Regions from separate parts of the Canis lupus genome. Here region 1 is linked to region 2. The links are chromatin contacts, called in public Hi-C maps. All regions are on one chromosome and are shown on one strand. Each heading gives the region's core, a stretch centred on a gene start, on an enhancer-like site or on the middle of the called end of the contact. The rest is flanking DNA. Distances are from core to core; before and after follow the strand shown. Region 1 holds the start of MIF4GD (MIF4G domain-containing protein). Region 2 holds the start of CASKIN2 (caskin-2).

The links. A called contact is a pair of places that touch in the nucleus more often than the background predicts.
Region 1: a contact with region 2 is called in a Hi-C map of blood, with 3 times the contacts expected there. The contact joins the promoter of MIF4GD here to the promoter of CASKIN2 in region 2. A contact is called at or near these places in 3 of 9 Hi-C or Micro-C datasets (amygdala and blood).

The regions. Positions count from the first base shown.
Region 1 is chr9:6,103,135-6,109,882 of UU_Cfam_GSD_1.0, forward strand. MIF4GD (MIF4G domain-containing protein) reads left to right here and starts at 1,322. Exons shown (of 7, transcript XM_038546633.1): 1 at 1,322-2,609; 2 at 2,880-3,024; 3 at 4,459-4,590; 4 at 5,419-5,528; 5 at 5,725-5,880; 6 at 5,976-6,068; 7 at 6,588-6,748. The coding sequence starts at 4,503. SLC25A19 (mitochondrial thiamine pyrophosphate carrier) reads left to right here. Exons shown (of 8, transcript XM_038546623.1): 8 at 1,025-2,563. The coding sequence ends at 1,207.
Region 2 is chr9:5,887,446-5,894,532 of UU_Cfam_GSD_1.0, forward strand. CASKIN2 (caskin-2) reads left to right here and starts at 1,814. Exons shown (of 21, transcript XM_038546612.1): 1 at 1,814-2,399. LLGL2 (LLGL scribble cell polarity complex component 2) reads right to left here and starts at 1,540. Exons shown (of 26, transcript XM_038546594.1): 1 at 1,400-1,540. TSEN54 (tRNA-splicing endonuclease subunit Sen54) reads right to left here. Exons shown (of 11, transcript XM_038546615.1): 7 at 5,689-5,790; 8 at 4,826-5,568; 9 at 4,121-4,181; 10 at 3,647-3,763; 11 at 2,623-3,131. The coding sequence ends at 2,981.

The sequences.
Region 1 (6,748 bases), core at 72-2,571, 220 kb after region 2:
CATGGGGGTTAGTGGAGATTTGAAGGTAGCGAGGTTTGAGGGGAGTTGAGATTTGGGGATGTGAGTCTGGCAGCAGCATGTGGCTAACTGAGGACAGACTGGGGCCCAAAGCCAACAGGAGTCCGATCCAGATCTACTGCCCAAGGGGGGACCAGGTGGGATAGGGGAAAGAGTCCTTTTTTAAAAGATTTTTTATTTCAGGGCACCTGGGTGGCTCAGTGGTTGAGCATCTGCCTTCGTCACAGGTCATGATCTCGGGGTCCTGGGATCGAGTCCCAAACTGGGCTCCCTGCAGGGAGCCTGTTTTTCTCTCTCTGCCTGTGTCTCTGCGTCTCTCTGTGTGTCTCTCATGAATAAATAAATAAAATCTTTTAAAAAATTATTTGAGAGAGGAGGAGCAGAGGGAAGGGCAGGGGGAGAAGCAGACACCCTGCTGAGCAGGGAGCCCGATGCGGGGCTCGAACCCAGGACTCTGGGGTCATGACCTGAGCCAAAGGCAGACGCTTCACCAAGCCCCCCAGGTGCCCCAGAAAAAGGTCCTCAGGAGGCCCAGTCAGTAGGAGCTCTGTCCAGTGCTGATTTCCAGGCACCTCACCTGTTAAGTCTGAATTACCAGGCCAGGGATCCCTGGGTGGCGCAGCGGTTTAGCGCCTGCCTTTGGCCCAGGGCACGATCCTGGAGACCCAGGATCGAATCCCACGTCGGGCTCCCTGCATGGAGCCTGCTTCTCCCTCTGCCTATGTCTCTGCCCCCCGCCCCCTGACTATCATAAATAAATTAAAAAAAAAAAAAAAAAGACTTATGAATTACCAGGCCACCTGGAAGAGAAAGGAAAGGTTAACTCCTCTGGCCTTTCAGCATTCATGGCTTTGTCCGGCAGGTGTTCATCGGGAGCTGTGACGTGCCAGGTGTGGGGCTGACCGAAGAGCCAGCGTGTGTGTGTGTGTGTGTGTGTGTGTGTGTGTGTGTGTGTGTGTGTGTGTCTGCGTCTGCTAATCACCTCTTCTGTCCTCTTCCCTGGCAGGTCCGCAGCTATAAGGGCCTCCTGGACTGTGCCCGGCAGGTGCTGAGGGAGGAAGGCCCTAGGGGCTTCTTCAAGGGCCTGTCCCCCAGCCTGCTGAAGGCCGCTCTCGCTACCGGCTTCGTGTTCTTCTGGTATGAGCTCTTCTGTAACCTCTTCCACCACATGAAGAAGGCGGACAGCTAGCCCCGGGGCAGGCAGGGCTGCCTCCAGAAGGAAGGCAGACTTAGAGCTGCTGCCCGCACCCGCTCCCCTCTCCCGGCGCCTGCTCTGCCGTCACTAGAAGGGCAAGGGCTTTCTCGGGGAGAATGCGGGACTCGATCTGTGGGGACGCAGCCACGCCAGTCAGAGGGCGCTGGAGCTGGTTTCTCTGTGAGGCTTGTGCTTGAAGTAGAGGCAGCAGCTGCCACCCTGCACTTCTTAGCCCCTCTGCCCAGACATCTGTCCGGGCTCTGGGGACTTCAGCTGGAGCCTGAGGGTTGGGGTTGGGCCCTTGGCGTGGCCCCGGTCCTCACGTGCGCTCATGGCCCCACCAGCTAATTTAACACACCCGAAGCTACAAGCACCTTCCTTATCTCACTCCATCTTCCCTTCTGCACCACATCCCTCCTCACAAAGTATGCAGGAAGGAACCCTTGCCTTCCTCAGATTCCATTTTTCTAAGCACTTGTATCCCTCACACAGCTTTGCTTCTGGCTCTGGGAGGAAGAACTGGTCACTTGATGCCCAGATCATCCTGTCTATGAAGTCTGGCTCAGGCTGTTCTCCCTCCCCTGGGTGGATGGAGCATAGCTGAGGGCCTCTGGGGAAAACATCCTGGCGGCTGGCAGGAAGTGGGCTGTGCTCATGGGCAGGACCTGTGGGTAAAGGGGGTGGTCTTTTTCACTCCTCTCCCCAGAGTAGGGGCGGGAGCCTTACAGCTGGGTCAGCTGGCATCAGCTGCCCACCCAGGGTCCCCCCTCCTGGGCTCAGCATGGTGCTATGTGTGTCCTCTGTCACCCCAGAGGGGCCCCAGCTCTGAAGCAGCCTTGTGAAGGCGGTGGTAGAAGGAAAGGCCTGGGCAACCAGCCTGCTGAGGGTGGTTGGTGCCAGGAGTGGGGGTTGTCAGCACGGGAACTCACGACAGCTACTCATCTGGGCACAGAGGAGAAACTGCAGTGAGGCGGTGGGGGAGACAGATGTACAGAACACAACCACCACCCTTTCCACCCACTCCGCACCCCCTGGGGAAGCCTGGCCTGCTGGCTTGCTCTACCAGGGGAGCCAGGATGGAGGAGCGCCAGAGCCCCCTGCAGGACTTCACCCTCCCCTCCGTGTGGGAGCAGGCCTGTGTGATGTCATAGCCTCTGGCCTGGGGCTTTATGACATATCTGAGACCCTGAATCCTGAAGCTTCCCTGCTCCTGGCTGCTGATTATGAAGGTCCAGGCTGTGGGTAGGGGGTGCTCCAACACCCACAGGGTTTGGGGCTGCAGGAAAGCAGCTACCAGAATGTATTAAGAAATTCCACTTTGGTGGAATGAAGTAAACTTTATTCTCTGCATGTGCTCGTGTCCACCTCAAGCAGCCCTTTTAACCGCCGTGGACAGGTCTGTGTGATGGGAAGAGGCACTGCTCCTCCAGCCCCTTCTGGTTGCCCTCGTCACCCAGGGCTGACCTCAGGGATGGCCCTCAGCTGCTGGGCCCGCGCCTCTTCCCCAGCCCCAGGCGCAACCGAGCCAGGGCCTGTCCAACTTCACGGTCACTCCCAGCACCTCCCGGCTGGCAGGCTGGCGGGGTGGGATCCTACTTGGGGGCTGGTCCGTTATGTTTTTTTTTTATTTTTATTTTTATTTTTTATTTTTATTTACTCATGAAAGAGGCAGAGAGAGAAGCAGGCGCCACGCAGGGAGCCCAATTCGGGACCCGATCCCAGGACCCTAAGATCATACCCTGGGCTGAAGGCAGGCGCCCAACCGCTGAGCCACCCGGGCGGCCCTGGTCCGCTGATTTTCAACCTGAGCAGTACGGTTTGTACTTGGAGGAGAGGGTGGGGGGACGATCCAGCCCTTAGGGGTCCCATTGCCTTCTCTCGCGCGGAAGGTGGAAGTGACGGGCCAGCCCTCCTTGTCCTCCCGCCGCCCCGCCCAGTCTCTTTCCATCCTGTTCTAACCTGAGCCCCGGGCGTGGGAGGGGGCCCCGCCGCCGGCGACCGAGGGCTTCCTCTGGGCGGAGGAGCGGGTCCGGCGCGGCGCGGCCGACTCGAGTGAGGACTCGCTGCGGGCGGCGTCGCGGGCCTTCCCGGCGCCCCCCGGACCTCGGGAGCACGCGCGGGGAGGACAGCGTCGCCGGGACTCCGGCAGGGGGCGCTGGCGGGGCGGCCCCGCCCTCCGCGCTGGCCCCGCCCCGCGCTGGCCCCGCCCCGCGCCGCGCTCGGAAATGACCTAAGCGGCGGCGAGGCCCGACCGGCCGCCCCAGCCCTGCAGCGCGGCGGACCGGGGGCGCGCACCATGCCCGTCGAGCGGCCTCTGGGCCCGCGGGCGCGGCGCCGGCCCGGCAGGTGGGTCCCGGCGCTCGCACGGCCTCGCCCGCCCGCGGGACCCCGGACGGCTGCGCTGCGCCACCCGGAAGGGGGTTCCGGGCTTGGGGAAGCCGCCCGGCTTTGGAGATGCCCGAGGTCGTCCTTGGACTCGGGGGGAGGCACCGCGTCCGGAGAGGGGACTCCAACGGGGACTGCCGGAGACGCGTCACCGGCTCCCCTCGTCTTTAGGAGGAAGGCTCCAGGATGGAGCTCCCGAGTGTGGAGTCCTGAGTGGGCAGGGTCGGGTTTCTGCCGCTCGGGAGGCCAGTTTACCCGGTCTGTCCCGGGGAGAAGTTGGCCCGGACCGGAGCGGATCAGCCCCGCACCCGCCCGCACAGGCCAGGCCGAGGGCTGCCGGCCGGGTTTGGGACTGAGGATTCTGACTACAGCCCAGGGATGAGTCGGGGCGGGGCGAGTGGAACCCTGCTGGGATGGACGTGTCCCGAGCCCTCGGCCCTGTCACTCTCTGGAAGTCGCGCTGGGCGAGCAGCTTCCAGGCGGGCTTCCGGAAAGGCAGGGAGCCGTCTGATATGCCCCCTACCAACACCCCCAGCGCAGTGCACCTCCCCCCAGCCTGGGTATCAAGAATAACTCTACCTCCTATGGAAATTGAAGGGTAGGCACGTCCACCTTCACCTCTTGTGTAACCCCAGAAGCTACAGGAGTTCTAAACAGCAGCAGGTGCCTGGCTGGTGCCCAGTCTCCACCAGAAGTCAAGCTTCCTGGGCCCTCAGCCAACCACCCAAGGCAATGGACTGGCCGGGAGCACCTGTCCCGAGCGCTGGCCAGCCCTGGCTAGCCCTGGCCGGGGCCTGCAAGGTAGAAACCAGGCCCTGCGCTGCACACCTGAGGCCTCTCCCTTCCCCTCTCCTTCCCAGGTGCTGTCATTAGTCCCTCCTCTGTAAAGAGCTGTGGGGGCTGGATGGTCATGGGGGAGCCTGGTAGAGAGGAGTATAAAATCCAGTCTTTTGATGCAGAGACTCAGCAGCTGCTGAAGACAGCACTCAAAGGTGAGCATGGGAGCCCTCCTGAGCTGTAGGGATGGGGCCAGTGGGATGGGCCTGGAGGTCTGAGCCTGGGAACATCCAACCCTTTGCTTTCTGAGAACAGGAGTCAGCAAAGTCACTCTTGGACGGCAGGACAAGCTACACTGAGGCCAGTAATTGAAAGAATGAATCATAGAGTCGCCTCTAGGGCAGCAAAGCCATTTTTTAAGGTTTAAGGACCCATGAAAGGGGGATGGAGCACAGAGAACGGAGTTCTTGTCTCCTAAGCGCTTACATTGGACCTGGCTTCCAAGTTGCCACAGCAGGTGGCCTTGAATGTGCAGAGCTGGCTGACTCGGGACAGAGGATGGAGCACTCTGCTTGGCAGAAGAGAGGCAGTAATTGTCCTGGACCAGTGCCTTCTGCAGCACTCAGAACAGAAGTTTGACTCAGCTAACAATTAGTAATGCCCATCACATGCCAAGCTAAGCCTGCTGGGGAGGCCCTGCCTGGCCCGCTCTTGTTAGGGGTTCATGTGTGTGTGTTGTAAGAACACTTTCTTCTGTGAAATTGCTGTCAAACACATCGTTATTCTGTGCTCCTTCCGCAATCTTAGTGCCAGGGAATGTGTGCCCTAAGAAAACTAGCGTTCTGTGATTAGTCTCCAACAGCGGCATAACCCAGCCACCAGCTGCTCCTGTGTGGTTACTTCTCCTGGTGTTTTCTGGTCTCTTTAAATGTAAGCATATCATGGGGGGTGGCTCCTTTGAAAACATCTCAAACTAGAAGCACGTGGAGACAAATGTAGTAATTCAGCAGCAACTCTAGACTTCCCACCTATCTCTGCCCTAGAGCCAGGTGCTGTGGACTTGGAAAAGGTGGCCAACGTGATCGTGGACCATTCTCTGCAGGACTGCGTGTTCAGCAAAGAAGCAGGACGCATGTGCTATGCCATTATTCAGGTGGGCTGGGACTGCAGAAACGCAGAGACGTTTTGGGAAAGGCTGAAGCAGAGGGCAGGTCTGGCTGCTGGCAGGACAGGAGCAAACGGCTTCCCTGAGAGGTGGAGTCAGACAAGAGGGTCCTCAGCCACTGAAGCTGGGAGGGGGGCCCACCATGGCACTGCCTCCGGCTCACCCTCCTTTCCCTGGCTCACAGGCTGAGAGCAAGCAAGCAGGCCAGAGTGTCTTCCGACGGGGACTCCTCAACCGGCTGCAGCAGGAGTACCAGGCTCGGGAGCAGCTGCGAGCCCGGTCCCTGCAGGGCTGGGTCTGCTATGTCACCTTTATCTGCAACATCTTTGACTACCTGAGGGTGAGGCCCTGGTAGCCACCCTGTGCAGCAGAGACAGCCTATCTCCTTCAGCCACTAAGCCAGGGCTCTGCACACCCCCTGCTCTCCCCCTACAGGTGAACAACATGCCCATGATGGCCCTGGTGAACCCTGTGTACGACTGCCTCTTCCGGCTGGCCCAGCCCGACAGTCTGAGCAAGGAGGAGGAGGTGGGTGATCCGGGTTGACAGCTGTGGAGGGGCAAGCCCTGGCTCGGCTCAGAATACCAGCCCACTGTCTGTGGAGGCATCCGAGAGCACCAACTTCCTAAGGCAGGAGCCTGGTGGGGATATTCAAGGCCTGTCTCAGTTCCAGGACAAGCTGCCAGACCTGGAATTTATCCAGAACAGAGAGCAGGCCAAACCTTCAGGCTCAGACGCTTTCTTCCCAGTAGGAAAGCCATCCTGTGATCGGAATCCAGCTGTGGATACAGATGGCCCAGAAAGGCAGTCTGGCAGGGCCGGGGAGGGGCAGAAAGCCTGGGTTAAGTGGCAGCTTAGAGACAGGCCTGGCATCCAGTCCAGCCCAGGAGAGCTCACGGGAGTCCTGAACTTGTCTCCATTAATGGAAGATGTGGCTAACACCCACCAGGTGGTGTGAGCATGACCAGGGAAGGCGTAGGGGGCCTGCGCGCAGCAGCTGTGATGGGCTAGCACCACCCTGGGGATCACATCTCCCGCCCCCTGCAGGTGGATTGCCTGGTGCTGCAGCTGCACCGGGTAGGGGAGCAGCTGGAGAAGATGAACCGACAGCGCATGGATGAGCTCTTTGTCCTGATCCGGGACGGCTTCCTGCTCCCCAGCGGCCTCAGCTCCCTGGCCCAGCTGCTGCTGCTTGAAATCATCGAATT
Region 2 (7,087 bases), core at 564-3,063:
TGAGCGTCAGACACTTGATTTTGGCTCAGGTCATGATCTCAGGGTCCTAGGATGGAGCTCAGGGTCAGGCTCTGCACCCAGCAGTGAGTCTGCTTGAGGATTTCTCTTCCTCTGCCCCTCCCACTCCTGCTCATGCCCACTCTCTCTCTCTCTCTCTCAAATCCATAAATAACCCCATCATAAAAGAAAGAAAAAGAAAACCAAATCTGAGTGCTCGGTGCATAAGACAAGTAGGACCATCTCTCCCGGGACCCTTCCCATGCTTCAGCTCTGGAAGACACAGACTGTCTCCCTCAAAAGCCCTTCTGACCCTGGCTTCCCCCGGGGCTAGGCCACAGCTATTCCTACCGCTGCTCTGTTCTTCCCACCTGGGGCTTTTGTCTCCCTAACAGTATCATCCCACCCAGCTCAGCTCCCAGCTGGCAATCCCCTCTGCAGCCTGACAGAGGACTTTGAGTTGTAAACTCTGCAGAGGATCCCCAGAGCCCACATTAAGACGCCCCGCATCTGGCACATGGATCCCCAGGGGAAGGGGCACGGAGTCTAAGCCCTGCCCCCTCACCCAGAGTTCACCTTGTCTCAGGTGAGAGCCCGAGGCCGCCACACCGCGGTTCTCCTGGTTACAGTCAGGTCCCCCCACAGCTAAAGCTCAGCGCGCCTACAAACTGCCCGGCGAGGGCAAACCAGGAGCAAGCGTTGCACACTTAGTTCAGCAAGACGATATTTTCCCCTTCTCACCAAGTCCCATCGTATCACAGCGCAACCCCACCCCCGGCGTCGTGGAAAACACACCGGATCTCGATGCCTTCCCTTAAAGGTGTCCAAGGCCGCCACAGGCGGAGAAAGGCCCAGAGACCGAAGTCCCTCCCGCGGGCTTCCTGCGTCCGGGGATTAGGAGGCACAAAGGGCCGGCAGGGAGCGGGCCCAGATGGCAGGGGCAGGCTCTAAGCCGGCGAGGTAACGCGCTGCGGCCGCCGCTCGCGGAGAGCCGGCTACCTGAGCCGCGCGTCGCCAGCCACTCGGGCCAGGCGCCCTGCACGTGGGCCCAAGGTCCCGGGATCCCACCCCCGCCCGCGGTGACCTCCTGCACTCAGCCAGGCCGGGCACTTGTTTCCCCGTTTCCCCAAACCAACAGTACTAGGCAAACCTGGAGCTCGAATTCCGTAAACGCGGACGGATCAGGCAGGGAAAAGTTCCCAGCCGCACTTCCTACAGGTGTCTTTCGCCGGGACGAACGGAGCCCCGGGATCCAGGGCGACGCGCGCGCCGACCCGGGCACAGCCCTCCCCGCCCCGCCCGGGGAAAGCAGGGGTCCCGGCCCTCTCCCGCCTTCCCGCCCCGAGCGGAGGGCGCTCCGAGGGGGCGGACCCGGCTCGGTGTTTCCGGGCCCGCGCCTCACCTGGAGCCCCAGGCCGGCCCCCGCCCGAGGCCTCGGCGTTCCACGGCCCCCGCCGCCGGCTCCGCTCACTCCGCAGCCGGGCCACGGGCTGCTGGGCGGCAGACTCCTTCCTGCTCACCTCCGGCGCGGCGAGCAGGGGGCGGAGCCGCCGCTATTTACATAAAGGGCGAGCCGGACGGGCTCGCCGAGCCCCGGGCCCCAGCGGCCCCGCCCCCGGGCCTGGCCCCGCCTCCCGCAGCTCGGAGCCGACGGGGCGGGCGCGCAGCGAGGGCGCCCTCGGGGGGCGGGCGGCGGCCGCTCTCGGGCCAATCCGCGGTCCCGGGGAGCGCGGGGGCGGGGCCGCGCCGCCTGAATATGCACGAGGCGCTTAGGGCCCGCCCCTGTCTCACCTGAGCACACCTGGACTCAGGACGGCGCGCCGCGCCCAATGTCCTGCCGCGTCCGGGAGGAAATAGTCCCTGGGACGCGCGGCAGCCTGGCCCGCCTCCCAGGCCGGACCGCGGAGGGGAGCCGTCCCTCCCCCCGCCGGCCCCGAGCGGCCGAGGGAGGGACGTAGCCGGGCCTGCTCTTCCCGAAGACGCACAACCCAATCAGAGCGGGTGACCGGCGGCCACTGGGCCCGGTTTCGGGACCCCACGGCGAGGTGGCTTGGGGACGGGGGCGTTGCCGCCAGGCGCCTCCCCTCGGGGCGGGCCCCGAGCCCGGACCCCAGTCCGCCGAGTTGCTGCGGAGTCAAGAAGGCGCCCGAGGCCCCAAAGGACAACGGTGACCAGTTTTTAGCACAACTGCGGAGCGAGGTGGAGCGACGAGAGGCGGGAGCGGAGGAGGCGCGGAGGCCAGGGGTGCGAATGGCGCGCTCCGAAGCCGCTAGCGTTCAAGCCACACCGACATGGCGCCTCTCCGCCGCCCTTCTACCCCGAAGCGGGGAAGTTCAGGGAAGGCCCGATGGAGCGCCAGCCTCCTCCCCGTGGACGACCATTGAGAAAGCCAAGCTGATTAGGTCTGTGATTTCCTGTCCCCTGGGCGCAGGGCCTGAGGAAAGTGCGGGGTCGCGTTCTTGCCCTCGCGGGGACCTAGCTCCCGCACCAGAGAAAGCACGGTCTGCGGGTTGGCAAAGGAGGGGTGAGGGCCTGGAGCCTGCTCCACGGACATCGGGACTTGAGGGGTGGTGGCCTGAGGCTCGGGCAGGGCCGGGGAGTTTTGCACCATCTCCAGCCACAGCATTAGAGCGATCTATTTTTTAATGGCTTTGGCTTTATCGCACGAAGCAGGCACCCTCTCGATTAAAGGCACAGAGTCCTCTCTTCTGCCCCACCCCGCTGGGTCTCTGAAATCTAGTCCTGAGTTCCAAAGTATCACTGCAAGACAGCAATCTCAGGCCTGGGACTATGGAAGCCAGGTGGGGGGAGGGGAGGGGCATGGCTTCGTTCTCCTGCAAGCATCAGACACTCAGGGCCAAGGCCCAGACTAGCCCCTGAAGCTACAGGTGAGTCTGGGTATAGGAGGCAGCTGAGATGGTCCCTGAGAATAGACAGTCCAGGTCCCCCCGAGCAGGTCCCATGCCCTGCCAGAGCGGTGTCATTAGTGTTCCAGATCTCTGGGCAGCGTGAAGTCCCTGAAGCTGTAGAAGGAGATGTCTCCATGATCCACCAGGGCAAAGATCAGAGGAACATCCCCACTCTGGTAGGACAGCCGCTTGAGGGTACAGAGGTCTGGAACTGGCTCATCAAATCTGCAGGGATAAAGTTAGACAGAGAGGTAGGCACAGGCCGCCCATAAGCTCTGAGACCCCAGCCCTCTCAGGCTACCAGGGAGGGGGGAATTAGACAAGAGTTGGGAGTGCAAGAACCCAAATGGCCTCTGGACTCTCCTGTCTGCAAACTGCATGGTTCTAGTAAGTTCTCCAAGAGTGACCAGAGCCTTGGTTGAGTACCAGGGCTAGGAAGAGTGAGGTTCTTACCACTCATAGCCTGTGAATCCCTCTGATTCCCAACCCTTCTGCTGGGTGAGCCCTGCAGTAAATTGGCACAGGAGAGAGACTGCGCAAGATGCCAGAAATGAGGGCTTAGGACTTGGTATGCTCTGGTTCCTATAGTACTGACTGGCTGTGTGGCCTGCATCAATGACAGCTCTCTGGACCTCTGGTTCCTCTCAGATTGGCAAACTGGCTAGGGGTGGGGAGGAGAGGTCCACTTGGTTTACAAAAGAACTGGCAGCAGCCTGGGGGTAGGGTCACTGGTCTCGTACCCACTAATGCACATCCGGGCGTAGGGTTTGCCGGGGTTATTCTTTCGGAATGTGGCCACAGCATCGGCCTGATAAATGTCAAAGCTGATCTCCAAGCCCCCAGACTTCTCCAGCAGCCTGTGGACAGAGGAAGAAACTTTAAGAAACAGGGATCTTTCTCCTCCTCTCCCTTTTCTTTCATGCCCCGCTCTTTCCCTCCCACAGTTCCAGGAAGCAGCCTCATCCACAGGGATGGAGGTCCTGCTGTGAGGTGCCACTTGGGCAGGGGGAGGTTTGGCTGCCTACCTCAGAATCCTCAGGCTTAGTCCACCTCTTGCCTCTCATCCCTCCCTCTCCCCTAGACACATGAGACTCAGCCAGGCTGAGGGCCCTGGAATGATCCCCCAGCTCATGCCCAACTTCAGGAGTCAAGTCCCAGCTGCCAACTGCTGGCAGCCAAGGTACTATGGAGACAGGCACTACCTGGAAACTCACCGGGCACCTCCATCAGCAAGGTGTGTGGTCTGCAGCACAGAGATATGCTGAAGGGCTATGGCTGCAAGGACAGTGAAAATAAGGTGTTGGGGAGGGAAGTCAACCATCTGCAGACTCCTCTGATGTTTCTGAACCTGCCATCTAGTTTAGGGTTGCCAGACTTAGCAGATTAAAAAAAAAGTTATAGGTACGTCCCATGCAATATTTGGAGTATACTTATGGTGACATCTCCCGTGTTCTCATAAGGATTATAAAGAATCCTGAATCTGTTAATACCAATCTTGCCCTATTAGTTCCATTCTTAAACACACAGGGCATACAGTAAGCCTTCCTTTGATTTGGCCAGGAGATGACCTCTTGCTCCCCTCTCACAGAGCTGCGAGAACAGGGGACCACAGCTAGTCGGTGGCAGAGCTATCCACATGTATCTTGTTTATTATTTTAAGGATGTAGTTGTAGTTTCGTTCCCCCTCGCCTCTCCCTGGACACTGACTTGCCATTTCCACGCCTTCCCACATGGGTCCTTTTGCTGCTTTCCAGGAGAACAGACTGTCCTTATGGGTTCCACTCCCCTGGATAGCTCTCTCTGCCCCATCTTTCTTAAGCCTCAATTGGTTATGGCCAATCCATGCCCCTTTCAAAGTCTTTTGATTCCTCAGCTGCCAGGAGCCTGTGGGGCTTTGGCTGGGTGAGGGGGGCGGGTACCTGGGGAGTCTGCCTGGCCAGGACTCAGCAAGGGTCTGACAGGTTGTTCCCACAGGTGTGGGGGGCGGCTCTGGCTCTTCTGCAGACACCTCCTCTGCAGCAGCTGCTTGTACTCCTGCCAGTTGGAGCAGCACTGCACCTCGGGATCTGAATTTACATCCTCCCGGAAGCGCTGGGCCTCTGCTTGTTGCTCCCGTTCCCGCCTGGAGAGCTTCTCCTTCCTTTGGTTCAGCTTCTGGCACCAGGATTCAGCATCTGTCTCCCGCCCAGCGACATTGGCTGGGAGCAGCTCTGGGGCTGGGGCAAGCAGAAGGGTGTGGCGGCTATCTGAAGCCATGTTGGGGAAGGAGATCTGTTCAAAGTTCCAGCGTGGCTTACAAAACCCCTTGACCCTGTTCTCTACTTTGCCACTCTCCGGGCTGCACCCCACCCCCTCGTTAGCCAGGCCAGGCCAGGGCTCCAGGGCTCCCAGAAGCTGAGATGGGCCCATTGGGCCCTTTACAGGGCTTGACTCCTGAGGTTTCTCCTCTGGGCATCGGCTGTTCTGGTTGCAGGGAGGTGGGCTGGAGGCTGTCAGGCTCTCAGGTGTCTCATCCACCCCCTGTGGGGGATTCTCCAGGGCCTTGGCCTTCTTATTAATAGACCTGAGGGACGTGAGGAGGAAATGCAGCACGTCTGCTCTTGATTGCTGAGGTGCACATGTCCCACACATATTATACTGCCTCCAGGATCCTACAAGGGAGCTGCCCAAGCCCAGCTCTTAAGCCAATGAATTCTCCAAGGTCCCCAAACCAGCACTCCCTCAACAGCTCTGCTCCCCAGAACTCCCAGGGGGCAGGGGGTGGCCATGTGGGGAGCATTACCGAAAGCTGGAGCTCCTCCTCTTCCTTTTGCCATTCTGATCCTCTAGGCACTGGGCACTGCCATCCAAGTTCAGCTGTCTCTCATAAGGGGACAGGATGGAACTGTGGAGTGAGAATTGGGTGGGCAACAGACCATCTCCTCAGCCTGGAGTTCCCAGGGGGAATTTGTGAGGGACTGGCCCAGAGGATAAGTTAGGGGGCCAGAGTCAAAGCCAAACCCAAGGGCTAAGTCCCTGGGCAGACCTGCAAGCAGGGTAAATGGGGGCAACCACAGGGGCCTGCCTGCTCATATGTCTCTGCCCAGGCCTCTGGGATTCACCAGTGGCCCCTTTGAACAGAGATTTACTGGAACTGGGGCTCCCACACAGCCAGCAGTAAATGATTAATCATGGGTGAGAAAAATCAAGAGAAACGGACATTTGGAAAATAAGAAAAACAAAAATACTCACTATAACACTTTTGGTTCTTACAAACACATCCTGTCTCCGTATTTTTTTTTTTTTCTATCAAAAATGGCATTGTACTGGGGCACCTGGGTGGCTCATTCGGTTAAGCATCTGCCTTCAGCTCAGGTCATGATCCCAGGGTCCTGGGATCAAACCCCACATCAGGCTCCCTGCTCAGCAGGGAGTCTGCTTCTCCTTCTCCCTCTATACTCCCTTCCAAATTCCTGCACTCCCCCCCACAAATAAATAAAATCTAAAAAAAGAAAAGACATTGTCCTAATATACTACGGTTTAATCTTTTCTTACTCTCAATAATATATTATGGACATAGCCCCTTACGATGCTAAGGCTGCACTGTCCAAATGGTATCCACTAAACAGAAGGGGCTATTAAGGTTAAATTTAAACCCATTAAGATTAAACAAAAATTCAGTCTCACAGTTGCACAAGCCACATATATTGGACAGCAGAGGCCTGGAACGTTCTTATCACTGCAGAAAGTTCTACAGGACAGTGCTGCTCTAAGGGATAAACTCTAATTTGTGTGACCATCCCTTCCCCATTGAACTCACAGGATGTTTTCAAGTTTGCCAATTTTGTAAAGTGATGTTTTGTGTAAGCTCCCCACTAAATGCACGTTCTATAGGGGCAGTGATTTTGCTCTTTGCTATTCCTCAGCAATGAGCACAGTGCCTGGCACCCAGTAAGGGATCAACAAATATTACTGAATGAATGAATGAACATTCTCACAGGTGAACTTACGTACACTTCTGTGACTATTTCCTGAGTATATATCCCACTTTTAGGAACTAAAAGACATACCTGTTCTAGAGCTTTCGTGACATGCTGGGAAACAGTAAAGAGTATACCAGTTTCCACTCTTTAGCTGATGGTCTCTGTGGCTCTTAGCAATGCTGGGCTACTAAGGTGATCATCTTTAGAGGCCCCAGAAGG